2 separate regions of the Gossypium arboreum genome follow, and region 2 is linked to region 1. The links are chromatin contacts, called in public Hi-C maps. All regions are on one chromosome and are shown on one strand. The core of a region is the stretch at or near the end of the contact, and the rest is flanking DNA. Distances in the headings are between cores, read along the strand shown.

What was found. Hi-C and Micro-C count contacts between places; a contact is called where the count stands out from the background.
Region 2: a Hi-C map of leaf shows a contact between it and region 1, with 2.7 times the contacts expected there. The contact joins the promoter of LOC108458312 here to the promoter of LOC108459115 in region 1. A contact is called at or near these places in 2 of 5 Hi-C or Micro-C datasets (both in leaf).

The regions. Positions count from the first base shown.
Region 1 is chr4:92,666,536-92,673,403 of ASM2569848v2, forward strand. It overlaps LOC108459115 (putative homeobox-leucine zipper protein ATHB-51), which reads left to right and starts at 2,578. Exons shown (of 3, transcript XM_017758477.2): 1 at 2,578-2,787; 2 at 2,893-3,227; 3 at 3,444-3,728. The coding sequence starts at 2,697. The coding sequence ends at 3,692.
Region 2 is chr4:92,827,406-92,834,103 of ASM2569848v2, forward strand. LOC108458312 (protein ROOT PRIMORDIUM DEFECTIVE 1) reads left to right here and starts at 5,106. Exons shown (of 1, transcript XM_017757662.2): 1 at 5,106-6,698. The coding sequence starts at 5,674. It overlaps LOC108458401 (a long non-coding RNA gene), which reads right to left and starts at 1,360. Exons shown (of 3, transcript XR_001867286.2): 1 at 755-1,360; 2 at 1-55.

The sequences.
Region 1 (6,868 bases), core at 1,328-3,827:
TTGACTTGATAATTTAGCCTATAAATAGGCTCTTTTACAGCATTAGAAAACACACCCATTAGATATTAGAACTCATAACACATTTAGAGAATTTTGTGTTTACGTTTTGAGGGTTCCTTGTTTTCGGGTTTTTGGGATTTAGTTTTCATCTCCATTTTTTGTACTCTTCGTTCTTTTGCCATTATAGTAAAATTATCTTTGCCTGTGGTTTTTTATCCTCTTTGGAGGTGTTTTTCCATGTTAAATTTGTGTGTTCAATTTCTCAATTTTTCCCCTATTTTTTTTTACTTGTTGCTTAATCGGGTCAATCCTAATAGGTGCAAAACCAAGCAAAGATTAATTAATTAGAGTCTAGAGATAATAATTTGTTAAAACTATCATCGTGTTTATTAAATAATTATTCAGGTGTTTATAGATATCCATTATTAATTAAATTTCATACTTAGATTAATTATAAAAAAACTTTTAAACTAATGTTGTTTATTAAATTAATACTCAAATATAATTTTAGAATTATTTAATGAAAATTATTTTTCAGTTAAGAAAATATTTATGTTGTGTTTGTTTTACTAAAGATAATTTTTGAAAATGATTTTTAAAAAATTATCTAATAATGAAAGTTATTTTACACAAATTTATTCAATCACCATAAAATATTGATTTTTCAAAATCGTTTTTTAGAAGCAATTTTCATGAAACAAATAAATCTTAAATAGAAAATTTAATTTTTTCCCTAAGTGGGAGAGTTAGAGAGGTGCTTGTTAGAGGATTTATAAGAGAAAAGCTTGACTCTTATACGTGTCTAATTCCATTTATTAAATGAGCTGGTTGGGCTTATGAGAAATAAATATCTTAATCAGAGTTGGCTACGTTAAACTCGATACTCATGAGTGTTGAGGCCTTGAGCATTAAATTTCAAATCATTTTCTTTTTGACAATCAAGACACAAATTCTATGATGATTTGACTGTGCAATAATCTCAACACCCATAATTGTTAAGGTACTAGTAAAAAAAAATTAAGAATTAACATTTAAGTATATATATATATATATATATATATATATATTTAAGATTTTATTGTGTTGCTTCAAAAAAAAAGAGTTTATTGTGTTAGGAGCAAGTTTAGACTCTTGATCATCATTCATTTAAAATTTTCTTTTTGAGTTTTAATTTTGAATTGAAAATAAATACTACATGTAGAGGCGGAGTTAAGGGTGCAAGCAAGGGTCTTGGCACTTCAAATTTCAATTTAGTCATTTTATAAATAAAAAACTTATAAATTCATATATGATAAATTGGTACTTTGGCCCTCTTAAAATGAAAAGTTTTCAATTCAGTCCTCTTATAAGTAAAGAAATTATAAATTAATATATATAGTAAAATTTCACTTTAGCCTCCCTAAAAATAAAAAAAATTGTATTTAATCCTTCAAAATGATGAAATTATAAATTAATACATAATAAATTTATATTTTGATGAAAAATTATATTTAAATTCCTACTCCTACTAAAAGAATTTCTAAATCCCCTTAGCCTATATGATGCATCTATAATAAACTCATAGTATCAAATGACTATTTTACGTGGTTGTCCGTCTCAACAATGTGCCTTATCATTATACTTAACACTTTTTATACTATTTTTTAGAAAAATAATAATTACCTAATTTTCTAAATAATCTAAAAATTATATACTGCTCTAGATAATTTTTGGTTTCATATATTCGTAAAAGAATAATTAAAAAGAAAAAAAGGGAGGGGAGGAACAAAAGAATTTAAAGCAGAAAAGCTCTTTTTTTGGGGGGAACCGGGGGGGGGGGGGTTGTTTTTCTACTGTTCTGTTATTGAACATGAAGTGCTGTTGTAACTTGTAACCTTATTTCACACATTGTTTCCAACGGTGCATTTACCTCTCTCTTTTTATGTCCTGTGTTGCCTCAACTCAGATGCTTTTATGCAACCCTATTGGATTTTTTTTTTTTTTGTGTGTGAAAGAGGATAGCAAGGACGTCATTTAGGTGTAGGTTCAGTTTCAATGCTTCTAGCCTTCTTCCTTCTTCAATGAAATCCATCTCTATTAAAAAGTTAAAAACACTTTTTCATATCTCTTTGCACCAACTCAGCTGATGATAATATATAGGTAGCTAGGCCTGGCCTCCCCGGGTCACCAGCAATACTGGAATTCATTCAATTCTATATACAACAATGGGTTTATTAAACTAAATCCAAATCCCATCCCATGAAGATAAATTACACGATCTCCTTTCTCTGCAGCTCGTTAAGGTGGCAATGGCATAGGGAGGGTGAAACAGTAGGGTGAGCCCCAACTCTCACTTTATATGTTACTAGCCACCTCTATTTTTAATTATTTTTCAAACAAATACTGCAGAGAGAACAGACTACTACTTTACGTGAGCTACATAGATCCAGGTTTCTGGGACCAGATGGAGACCTATGATTCCGCATTTGCATTTTTTGTTTATTTCGTCTTCTAATTAACCGACAACACTCTCTCTCACCTTTAGTTTCATCTCTCTTCTCCCTTTAAATTCAGACATCAACATACCAAAGTATAGACAAGAAAGGATACCCTTTGCTTTCAGTCTCACACACATTCATTCCTCCATTGATGTTGGTAGTGGTCCATAGATTCCCAATATATAAGGAGTTCATCTTTAAGAAAACTACTGATGAAAAATGGAATGGAATGGCACCTTATCCTTTGTTCCTGGACAACCCCCTTCTCTTACTTCCCTTTACAACTATAACTATGATCAATATTTTCCAGGTTTAGCCATTAACCCCCTCGCTCAAATCACCTATCTGTTTTTCTTTATTTGATTATATGTATATGTATGGATGTATGTATTGCTGTTTTTCTCCTTTCTTTTAGGTATGGAGATGATGAATGTAGGATTAGCAGAGGCAGCAGCTATGGAGAAGAAGAAGAAGAAGAAGAAGATATACATGAATAATGAAGAGAAGAAGAAGCGTTTGACAAATGAGCAGTTGGAGTGGTTGGAGATGAGTTTCCAAGAAGACATAAAGTTGGATCCTCGGAGGAAAATGAAGCTTTCCAGGGAGCTTGGACTCCAACCAAGACAAATCGCTGTCTGGTTCCAAAACAGGCGTGCTCGTTGGAAAGCTAAGGAGCTTGAGCGCTTATGCAATGCGCTTCAACATCACCTCCATCTTGTCTCCAAGGAGACCCAAAAGCTTCAACATGAGGTCTACTCACTGCCACTGGGATCAATCTTCAAAACCCTGCATATTTCATGCACATTTTTCATTCATATGCCATATGCATTCCAAATCATTTCAACTCTGTCTTGGGACTTATTTTATGACAACTCATTTATAAAATGACATGTACAACATAAATACTACTATATTTTTCTCTTACTTGCCAAATATAAGATTTGCTTAAATGAGCCCCTAATGCAGGTCTCGAAATTGAAAGCCATGCTAAGGGAACAACCAACAAGAAACCAAGTCTCCACAGGTTACACGGAAATCTCCGGGGAAGAGACCATCGAAAGCACCTTGATTCATTGCTCTAACAAATATATGGTTGTCCCAAACAACCATCATCCGATCGCTGATCAATGCAGCTATCTTTTCAATGTAGACAAGAATAACCCAAACCCAGTAGGTTCAACCTACTGGGGTGAGCAGCTGCCTACTAATCCCTAATGAACTCCTATCTTCTTAATAGAGTTTGTTAATTTAGCAGTTAGCACAAGTTACCTCTTAGAGCTAGCTTAATTAAAACAGTTTTAGTAAAATGAAGAAGAGGTTCATCTCAATTTTGAGGACTTTTGTTGGAGAGTTTGCTACAACAAAAAGATGTATTTTACTTCATCACGTGACAACAGTGCAATTCCAAGCTCTCTCAAAACACTGAATTAATGGCACAGGATAAACACAAAAGCAAAAAACAGGGCCGACAGGGCAATAACTTCAAAATAAACATATTACTTATTTCTCAATTCTCTGGTTAGGAAAAAACAGAGTAATAAAACAAGTAAGCACTTTCCGCCGCCGCCGCCAAGCTTGGGACCTTTCGGTGCGGAACCCTTAGGGATGCTACCCTTTCTCTGCGTCTTCTGTTGCTTTGCTGTTCTGCTTTCTTTGCCTTCTTTTCGTCCTTAGTTTTTTTAAGCCTTTCCTTGATTTCACTGCAAAGTAGGTTAACAACCAATATTCCATATACGCAGCATAATACATTTCAAAATCAGCAATGACAAGAAAAGATGAATTTTGTATGCGAAAAAAAAAAAACACACCCACACCGGAGAGCAGCTTCCCTTGCAGCATCACGTACGTTAGGTTTCTCACTCCTCCTCTTCTGTATAACCTATAACGTGGCATCAACAATGGATCTAGAGTAAGGTTTCTTGTGGTACGTCTCCTCCTCTTCACTGCCTCTTGGGCAATGCCCTAAATGCATGCAAACAATATGAAAGTAATAAGTAAGAGCACATACAAACAATAAACTATGTTGCTCCATTTTTTTCTTGAAGCATCCATGTGAGACATCCATGTCCTATGAATATCTAAACATAAGTATAAAGATATGATCCTCCAAATACATGATAAAACTTTAAAAGATTTGAAATTGTTAAGGGATGAATTAATTAGTTGAAATGGGTTTAAGTTACGTTAATTTCTATTAATTTTGTTATGTTTTAAGATAATATGCAACGCAACGTTTAGGGTAGGGAGATTTTAATGAAACAAATTGTTTTGATTTGCTGATGCAAAACGATGTGTTTTAGCTAGCCCTATAACTATTTTCTTTTCTTTTGTTCCACGTGGCAATTCTTCTTTCCCATATCACAGAATCAGAGGGAAGGAGATACACACGTTTGGTTTGTTATCAATTAATCAGAAAAGATCCTAGTCTCTCTCTCCTCATTTCTATTCTGCTTCTTCTCTATTTTGGTTGTTTTTCAATTTTGGAAATCATCCCTAACAAAGATATCAAAGCTGGGCGTTTCTCATGGTCAGAAACAAGATTTCCACACATTTGCAAAACGAGGTCACTCATTTGCAGCAAGAAGTTACAAAGCTCCATTCTGAGTTTTCTCAGTTGGACAATCGCATTGGGAACAAATTCAAGGAACTGAAAGAGGAATTTAGTGTTGAGTTGAGGTCTGAACTCCAAGGTAAACTGCATGGGTATTTAAGCAATATTTGGGAAAATTTCAACATCTAACAAAGGGAAATGAGTGCTGGGTAGCCCTCCACCAGGATTCCCTCTTAAGGATCCCTTGTTTCCACCGCAAAAGATTGATAGTGGGTCTCAAGTTTCAAGTAACATAAAGGTCAGTTCTAAGCCTTCTAAATTGGATTGTCCTCACTTTGGTGGTACATATTTTAAAGGTTGGTGGGAAAAACTGGAGCAGTACTTCATGGCTAAGAAGGTACCTATGAATGCTAGAATGAGGGTGGTTATGTTGAACCTAGAAATAAGGGCCTAGATTGGCATCACTTTTAAGCTCGAAAGTATGGTGGGTTTCACATACTGGAGTGGGAGTCCTATGCACAAAGTTTTCAAGACCCTATGATGGACTTAGTGACTCTTAAGCATGTAGGGTCAATGGATTAGTACCATGACTCCTTCATTAGTCTGCTAAACTAACTACATTTAACAGAACCATATGCCCTTAGCATTTTCATCAGCAATTTGAAAGCAGAAGTGGGACAATATTTATAACTTTTTAAACCCACAATGTGGAGGGTTTTCTGACTACTAGACATGTGGAAGCCATCCTTAGTGACTCCACAAAACGAGGATTATTGACTAGATAGGGTGCTCAAGTTAGAACCACACCACCATCTGTCTTGAATTCTGATGCTCATAAGGGGTCAATTTCTTCACCATCATTGAGTATAGGATCTGTGCATGGGGGATCAGCTGGAGCCTCAGGGTTGTCTCGAGGAGCACCTAAGTCTCTATCTCCTGCTGAGATAGAGGATAAGAAGAAGAAATGACTTTGTTACTGGTGTGGAGCAAATTATAGTGTTGGTCACATTGCATGAAATTCAAGTTATACCAATTGTTGTTAGAAGCTGCTGCAGAAGGTGATACTGAGGAATTCCAAGAATGTAGTGATCTATTGGAAGATCTGAGCTTAGGGGAAGAACTACTCCTGGCCTAGTGTTATCTTTACATGTTATACAAGGTTCTCAAAGCATCCATACCATGAGGGTAACAGCCAATATTGATCATACCAGGGTTATTCTGTTAATCGATTCTAGTAACATTTACAATTTCATAAGTGCTAAACTAGTCAAACAGTTGTCACTACTAGTGAGCCCTATCAGCAAATTGAAAGTAACAATGCCCAATGGAGCCACATTGATAGCTGGAGAAATCTGTAAGGCAGTTTAATGGAAGGTGCAGTCCACTGAATTCCATACTCAAAGAGTGTAATTTGGTTTTGGGAGTGTATAAGTTGTTATCCCTAGGAACCATCACTTGGGAGTTTAGTTCTCTAATCATGAAGTTTATGCATAAAGGATATACCTTTTTCTTGCGTGGTATTCAACCTAGGAATCTCCATTTAGTAGAAGGTTCTCAAAGTTCCAAGGGTTTCTCTGTAATAGCCCATTTTTAGTCAAATCAAAATAGTAGTTTTGAGACCACAAATTTGAGGTAAAAATATTTATTTTATTATTATTTTAATGACTACTGCATGATTGAATGTTTTTGTGAAAATCTCATTTAAAAATTTTATCATTTGATTGGTCAATTTGATAAAAAGGACTAAATCGTGTAAGTTGCGAAAGTGTCATTCTATTAGTTAAGAGTATTAAATAGCTTTGGATTTTAAATATGATGGTCTTAAATGGGAATTAAACCA
Region 2 (6,698 bases), core at 3,856-6,355, 160 kb after region 1:
CCAAAATCAGCAGATGAACAAGGAAAACTTTGGAATATTCAAGTGCCTAAGATACCTGAATTCACAAAACTATAGATTTCAAAGCTAAAAAGATGCATCAGCTTTGAACAATTGGTAAAACACAAGAAAAAAGAAAGGATACTTATGAAGTAGATTCAAACCATTCTATGCTAAGGGATTAATTATAAATCTGAAACCATTTTAAAAGTAACAAGACTCACTGACATTCAAAGAACCCTCTCAATGGCTATGCTTTCAAAGGGTTTCTTCCATTATGGTTTTTTTTTCTTTTCTTACTATTTTCAAGATTGACCTTTAGTGAACTCTCTCAATGTCTACAAAGATGATGGATTTTACTGTCAAAATCATTTGATTTGCATTAATGCCTTAATTTTTTTTTTCTTTTCAAATAATTCGATCTAGTTGCTACTATATTAATGTTACAGCACACAATTTTGCAAGGAAGAAAACTAATTTACTGAGCATCGATATACTTGAGAATTGATCATAATTCATAAATTAGGTAAATAATTTCCTATAATTTTCAGAATTTTCATATTACTCGTTGATCAATCCACGGTTTCTCTCAACGATTTCCTAAATCTTTATATGTTTCTCCAAATTCATAATCTTTCTTACTAGGTTATTGATTTTTCCTTAAGTGTTAAGAAATCATGCACTGTAATGCCTAATTGACAGGATGAAATAAACAATAATTAAGAACAGAAACGAAAAACAAAAATAGTAAGCCTACCTTGAGAAAAAGATGAGGATTGAACCAAACCTCATCAACAAAAGAGAGGAGAAAATCTAGGAACGAAGGCCTGAGATAAATCAGAGTGTTGGCGGCGAGAAGATTGGTGGTGACCGATGGCTTCCACGGCAGCCGGTAATATTCGTTGACGGCGTGAAGAGCCAACAACAGCAGCATTCCATGAGACACTACTCCTCTCCTCCATCTTTCGCTGTCTATTGGCTATGGTTTTTGTCTGCAATTTTCAGTTTGTGAATCAACAAAAAAAAAATTCAATAAAAGGTTAAAAGAAAGAGAATCTTTCGTGCTACATATGTTTAACATTGCCTTTTCCAGACTCTTCCTTTAGTTTCTATCAGTAAATTTTTCTCTTTTGCAACCCAACGGGAAGGGGAAAGGGAAGGGGAAGGGGAAGGGGAAGAGGAAAGGAGAGAAAAATTTTCCCGTATTTTGGAAAATGTCTTACAGAATAAAAAAGTGTAAGACATTTTCCCCAAAAGAAGGCTTATTTTCCCATGTTTTGGAAAAAATTGAGTTTATTTTCCACCAAACAAATGGTGGAAAATGATGAAAATATTTTCAAGAAAACCAAATACAAGCAAACAAACTGAGCCTTAGCGTTTGAGTTTATTTATTGAAAAAAAAATTAAGATTAGTTAGTTAAATGAATCAAGTCATATTTGGTTGTTTATGAGCAAGCTTTTTATTCAATTTATTATTTAAAATTTGTTTATTGCTTGATTGCTATATAATTTATAATATTACTATTTGTCAAAACCATTTTTTTGAAAAAACGGGAATCGACTTTTTAAGATAAAATGTGGAGTTGCCACCAATTTTTGTTTTGGTGTGATTGGGTCACCTTAATAAAATATTTTATTCTATTTAAATCAATTTTGGCCTACGAAATTCGAGAAAATGAGTTCGGGAGTCGATTACGTATGAGGAAGGATTAGCACCCTCACTACGTCCAAAATTGGTACCAAATTGATTAAACACTGTCCTTATGTCCAAATTTTAAAGCTATTTTTGAAATATAGTTCCCTTTGAAGCATTTGAATGGCTCAATTTGGTCGTCAAAATTCTCTTGTTTCAGAGGAATACAGCATCACATCCAGCACGATAGGACACAATCCTTTATACCCTCGAAAACATGATAAATTTTGACTCCCAAAAGTTTATATGTTGAAAATTACAGAAAGATGCCCAATTGTTTAGTCCAATGAAAAACCGAAACCCAGCATAGTAAGGCACGATTCCTCAAATTTTTTAACATTGCCTTATTTTAGAATTTAGAAAACATGAGTGAAATTCTAAATGAATATTCGATTATTTTGAACAAACGGGAAATTGCAACCCAGCACGATAGGGCACGATTCCCCGAATTTCCAAACATCGAACCTACCTTCGCTTTAAGGAATTTTCAAAGTACGGATGAAATTTCAAGGAATATTTGATTATTTGGACAAACAGAAAATCGAAACCCAGCACGGTTGGGCACGATTCCTTGAGTTCCCAAACATCAACTATTGTTTTTTGCTTTAAAGCTTACAAAAGGCGGACGAAATTTAAAAGGGAAATATGATTATCTAGACAAATAAAAGATCGAAACCCAACACATTAGGGCACGATCCCTCGAATTTCTAAACATCAAACATCGCCTTTGTTTTAAGGTTTAGAAAACGCGCATGAAATTTTAAAGGGAAATTTGACAATTTAGACAAACGAAAGACCGAAACCCAACACATTGAGGTACAATCTCTCGAATTTCTAAACATCAAACATCACTTTCGTTTTATAAAGTCGACTCAAAATACATTAATTTGACTTGAAATAAAGTGGAATCGTTAATTGGATTAATAAGTTGAAAACTACAATGCGACAATTGTGAATGAAAGGCGAATAAACATGGAAAAATATACATGGATAGCGAACTCTATTAATGAATGAGAAAAAAAAACAGATTAACGTACGCACAATAGTAATGAGCTCACATCCAAACAATAATAATCAAGATAATGAAAACTAAAAAACATAGCTAATCAGAATAGAACTATAACAAGTTGTCAAACATAGATAAATAAAATTAAGATAGCAACACAAAAGACTAATGTACGCTACTGAAACAATAATATATGAAATAATATGAAAACAAAAACATATAACATACAAAACAATATGGAACTAGGAACCAATATGATACAAAACAATTTAAAAACTATATGAGAAATTAAAATGAATAACACATGCTTGAACTTGAAATAATATACATATATAAAGTAAAAACTAATAATACATGAATGATTATTAAAATAGATGTTATGAAAGAAGGAGTTTGGATCAAATAATGTACAAAATATTTTAAAAACAAAATACGTCTATTTAAAGTTGATAATATATATACAAACAAAAACTTAATAAAAATAAAATATAAAAGGGATAATAATATATGAAAGAGTTTTAAATAACAAAATATAGAGTAAAATTTTTTAAGAAGTAAACTATATACATAATAGATTTGAAAGGAAATATATATATATATATATATATATATATATATATATAAATTGATTTAAAAGAAAATATATATATATAAGACAACATGAAAACAATATATATATATATAATAAAAACAATTTTAACATAAACTATATATATAATAATATAAAAAATAATAATAAAAACAACTAAATGAATGAAAGATAGGTAAAACGGAATAATAAAAAGTATGTATATAAAAATATAAAAGAGAATACATAAAAGGAACAATCCAATTTGAAATACTACGAAACAAAATAAAAAGAAATGATGAGAACGTAAGTAGATAAAAAATCATTAATAAAAATTGATTAAAGATTGGAACTGTACAAATGAATAACTTGAACAACTTGAAATAATATAAAATTTGAAGGATAAATAGATATACATATAATATCGAATTTAAAAGTAAAGATAATCAACAATAGTTAAAATAATATTAAATTTAAATAGTTTAAAGTAGAAGAATAATAAATTGATAAATCAAATATAAATAACATTGAATCTAAATATTTTAAAAGTAAACGAAGAATGAGCAAATAAATAAATAAATATTACTATTATTAAATTTAAGTATGTAAAATAATGAATAAATAGCGAAGTTAAATAAATTAGGATTTAATCAAAATCAAAACAAAATTAAAAGAAAAAAACGGAATAAAATAAAATATCAGGCCCAAATTATGAAACATGAATGAGATGGGGGGCCAAATGGGGCAATATCCCCGTCCCCCAAAACGCATAACTTCAATAGGGACTGAATCTGAATACTGTAAAAATTACAGGGCAAAAATCAAAAAAAAAGAAAAAAGGAACAAGGCCGAATTGCGACAGACCACAAAAGCGAAGGGACCGAATCCATAAATATCCCATTAAAGTAGAAACACGCGGGTCTTGGCATGGAGTGGGTCGGGTCGCGGGTCTGGCGCCTAAACGGCGCCGTTTAGCCTCTAGAACCAAGGCACAAAAATGGTGCCGTTTTATATACAGTACAAATCTGAAATTTTTTTACAAAACTGCATTTGGCCCTTGATTTTTTCTTCTCAATAGCAGAATACTCCTTTTTGCTCTTCTAGGGTTTTGACTCAAACAAAACACGTCGTCGTCGGACCACCACCATATCTGGTGGTCGGTAACGCGCGAAAGGCTCCCATTTCAGACGAAGAACCGGATCGACCAAGGCTAAACATTGAGGTAAGTACCTTTTTTCTTTTTATTTTTCTTGTACCGTAAATAAAGATAATGGGAAAAGAAGAAACAAATCTAAATCGAAGAAAAGCTAGATTTAAAAAAAAAATCACCTTTTGCAAAATTGCTTCCTCTTTATTTCTATATTTTTTGTGTTTCATACAAATCGTTTTTTTTTTTTTAAAAAATCCTCCCTCTTACAATACAATCGGTTTTCCCCTCTTATAACCAAATAATCTCTATTATTTTATTTTTGCTCCTCTTTCGTTGTCCTTCTGCGTTGTTGCCTCTGTTGTCTTTTTGTTTTACTTGTTGCTTTGGTTTTGCAAGTGTCAGAAGAGTTGGTGGTACGGGCGATGAGACGGGGGCCGACATGCACGTGGAGGGCTAAGTGGCGCAAAAGGGGGAAGACCCTAGGGTTTCTGAAAATTTGTTTAAGTTATGGGTTAGGGTTTAGGTTAGTTTTTGGGTCATAAAATATTTGGGCCTTGTAAATGAACTTATAATTGGACCGTTTAATTTTTATTTGGTTTATTTTTATTTAGTGGGTCCAGGTAAAAATGGGCTTTTACACGTATTAATTTTTAATATAATTTTTTAAAATAAAAAATATTTGTTTATTATTAATAAACATTTTAAAATTATTGACGAATATGTTTGTAAATCGAGAATAGATTGAAGAGAGGAGACAGCAAGGCTAGTGTCAATTATTGCAACAGTGAGAAAAAAAAATGAGAGAAAGATTTGGTGTTCTGAGAAAGAAGCTTGATTAAGGAATGAAGAGGAATAGAAATAGAGAAATAAAAAGAGGTTGGTTGGATGGAGCAAGTGTACAAGGTAAGTTTGATTGTTCATTCGGTGGAAGGGCAGGGATGGAGCAATTTATGGACCCGGGTTTTCACTCCAAAAAGCGCCATTTCCCTGCAGTGAGAGATCCCAGTTCCTGACGTCGGACACTAGCACTATATTTGTATCGCTACATACTCTCCAACCAATCTTTACATCTCAATCTCAATTAAGTATGAAAATCATCTCTTTGTTTGTTTCTCACGAATTACTTGATTTTTTGCTAGTCTTGGCAATGAGTACCAGTCTCTGAAATCAATTTCCTTTGATTTCAGCTTTCGCTATTCTTGCCTGTTATGTGTTTGTCATAAGTTCTCAACTAGGAGACTATAAAAAGCTACTTCAAAATGCCGATTCCTACCCTCAAAACCATATTAAAACACCAAAATCAGTGTCGGGTCATTGGTAGTCGATTCAAAACATCTTCTGTCCAGTATGTAGCATCAAGATTTAGGGACCCTACGTTTGAGAAACTGATGGACAAATACAAAAACCTTCTCAAAGTCATTGCAATACAAGATCTTATCCTTGCAAATCCCACCAATAACCCTCCTTCCGTCTCCCTTGATTTCCTTTCTAGGCTTTCTCAAAAGCTACATTTAAACCGTGGTGCTGCTTCTTTTCTCCGTAAATACCCTCATATTTTCCACATTTTCTATGATCCCAATAAGTTCCAGACTTTCTGTAGATTGACTGATGCTGCTATGCGTGTTTCCCGACAAGAGGCAGAAGCTATCAATGCTTCTTTGGATGTTGTTGTTGACCGTTTAGTTAGGCTTTTGTCAATGTCGACAACTAAATCGTTGCCTCTCCGCGCTGTTTTCAAAGTTTGGAGGGAACTTGGGTTGCCTGATGATTTTGAGGACTCAATCATATCTCGTAATTCTCACATATTCAAGCTTGTTGATGCTCATGAACCTAATACTCATATTTTGATGCTGACTGATGAAATGCGTGATAAGAGGTTTGTAGCTTGTGTTGAGAATTGGCGAGTTATGGAGTGCTGTAGGGAAAACAGCGCCGTTGATAGAACCGAAATTCGGTTTAGTTTTAAACATAGCTATCCACCAGGGATGAGGTTGGTCAGGGATTTCAAGGCAAAGGTTAAGGAATGGCAAAGGTTGCCATATGTGGGGCCTTATGAGGAGATGGGAGAAAAGAAGAGGTCTAAGGCAGGAATAATGGGATTAGAAAAACGGGCAGTGGCGATAGTACATGAGTTCTTGAGCTTGACAGTGGAGCGGATGGTGGAGGTGGAGAAGATTAGCCATTTTAGGAAATCATTGGCCATTGATTTGAACATAAGGGATTTGTTCCTGGACCACCCGGGGATGTTTTATTTGTCAACCAAGGGAAAAAGACACACTGTTTT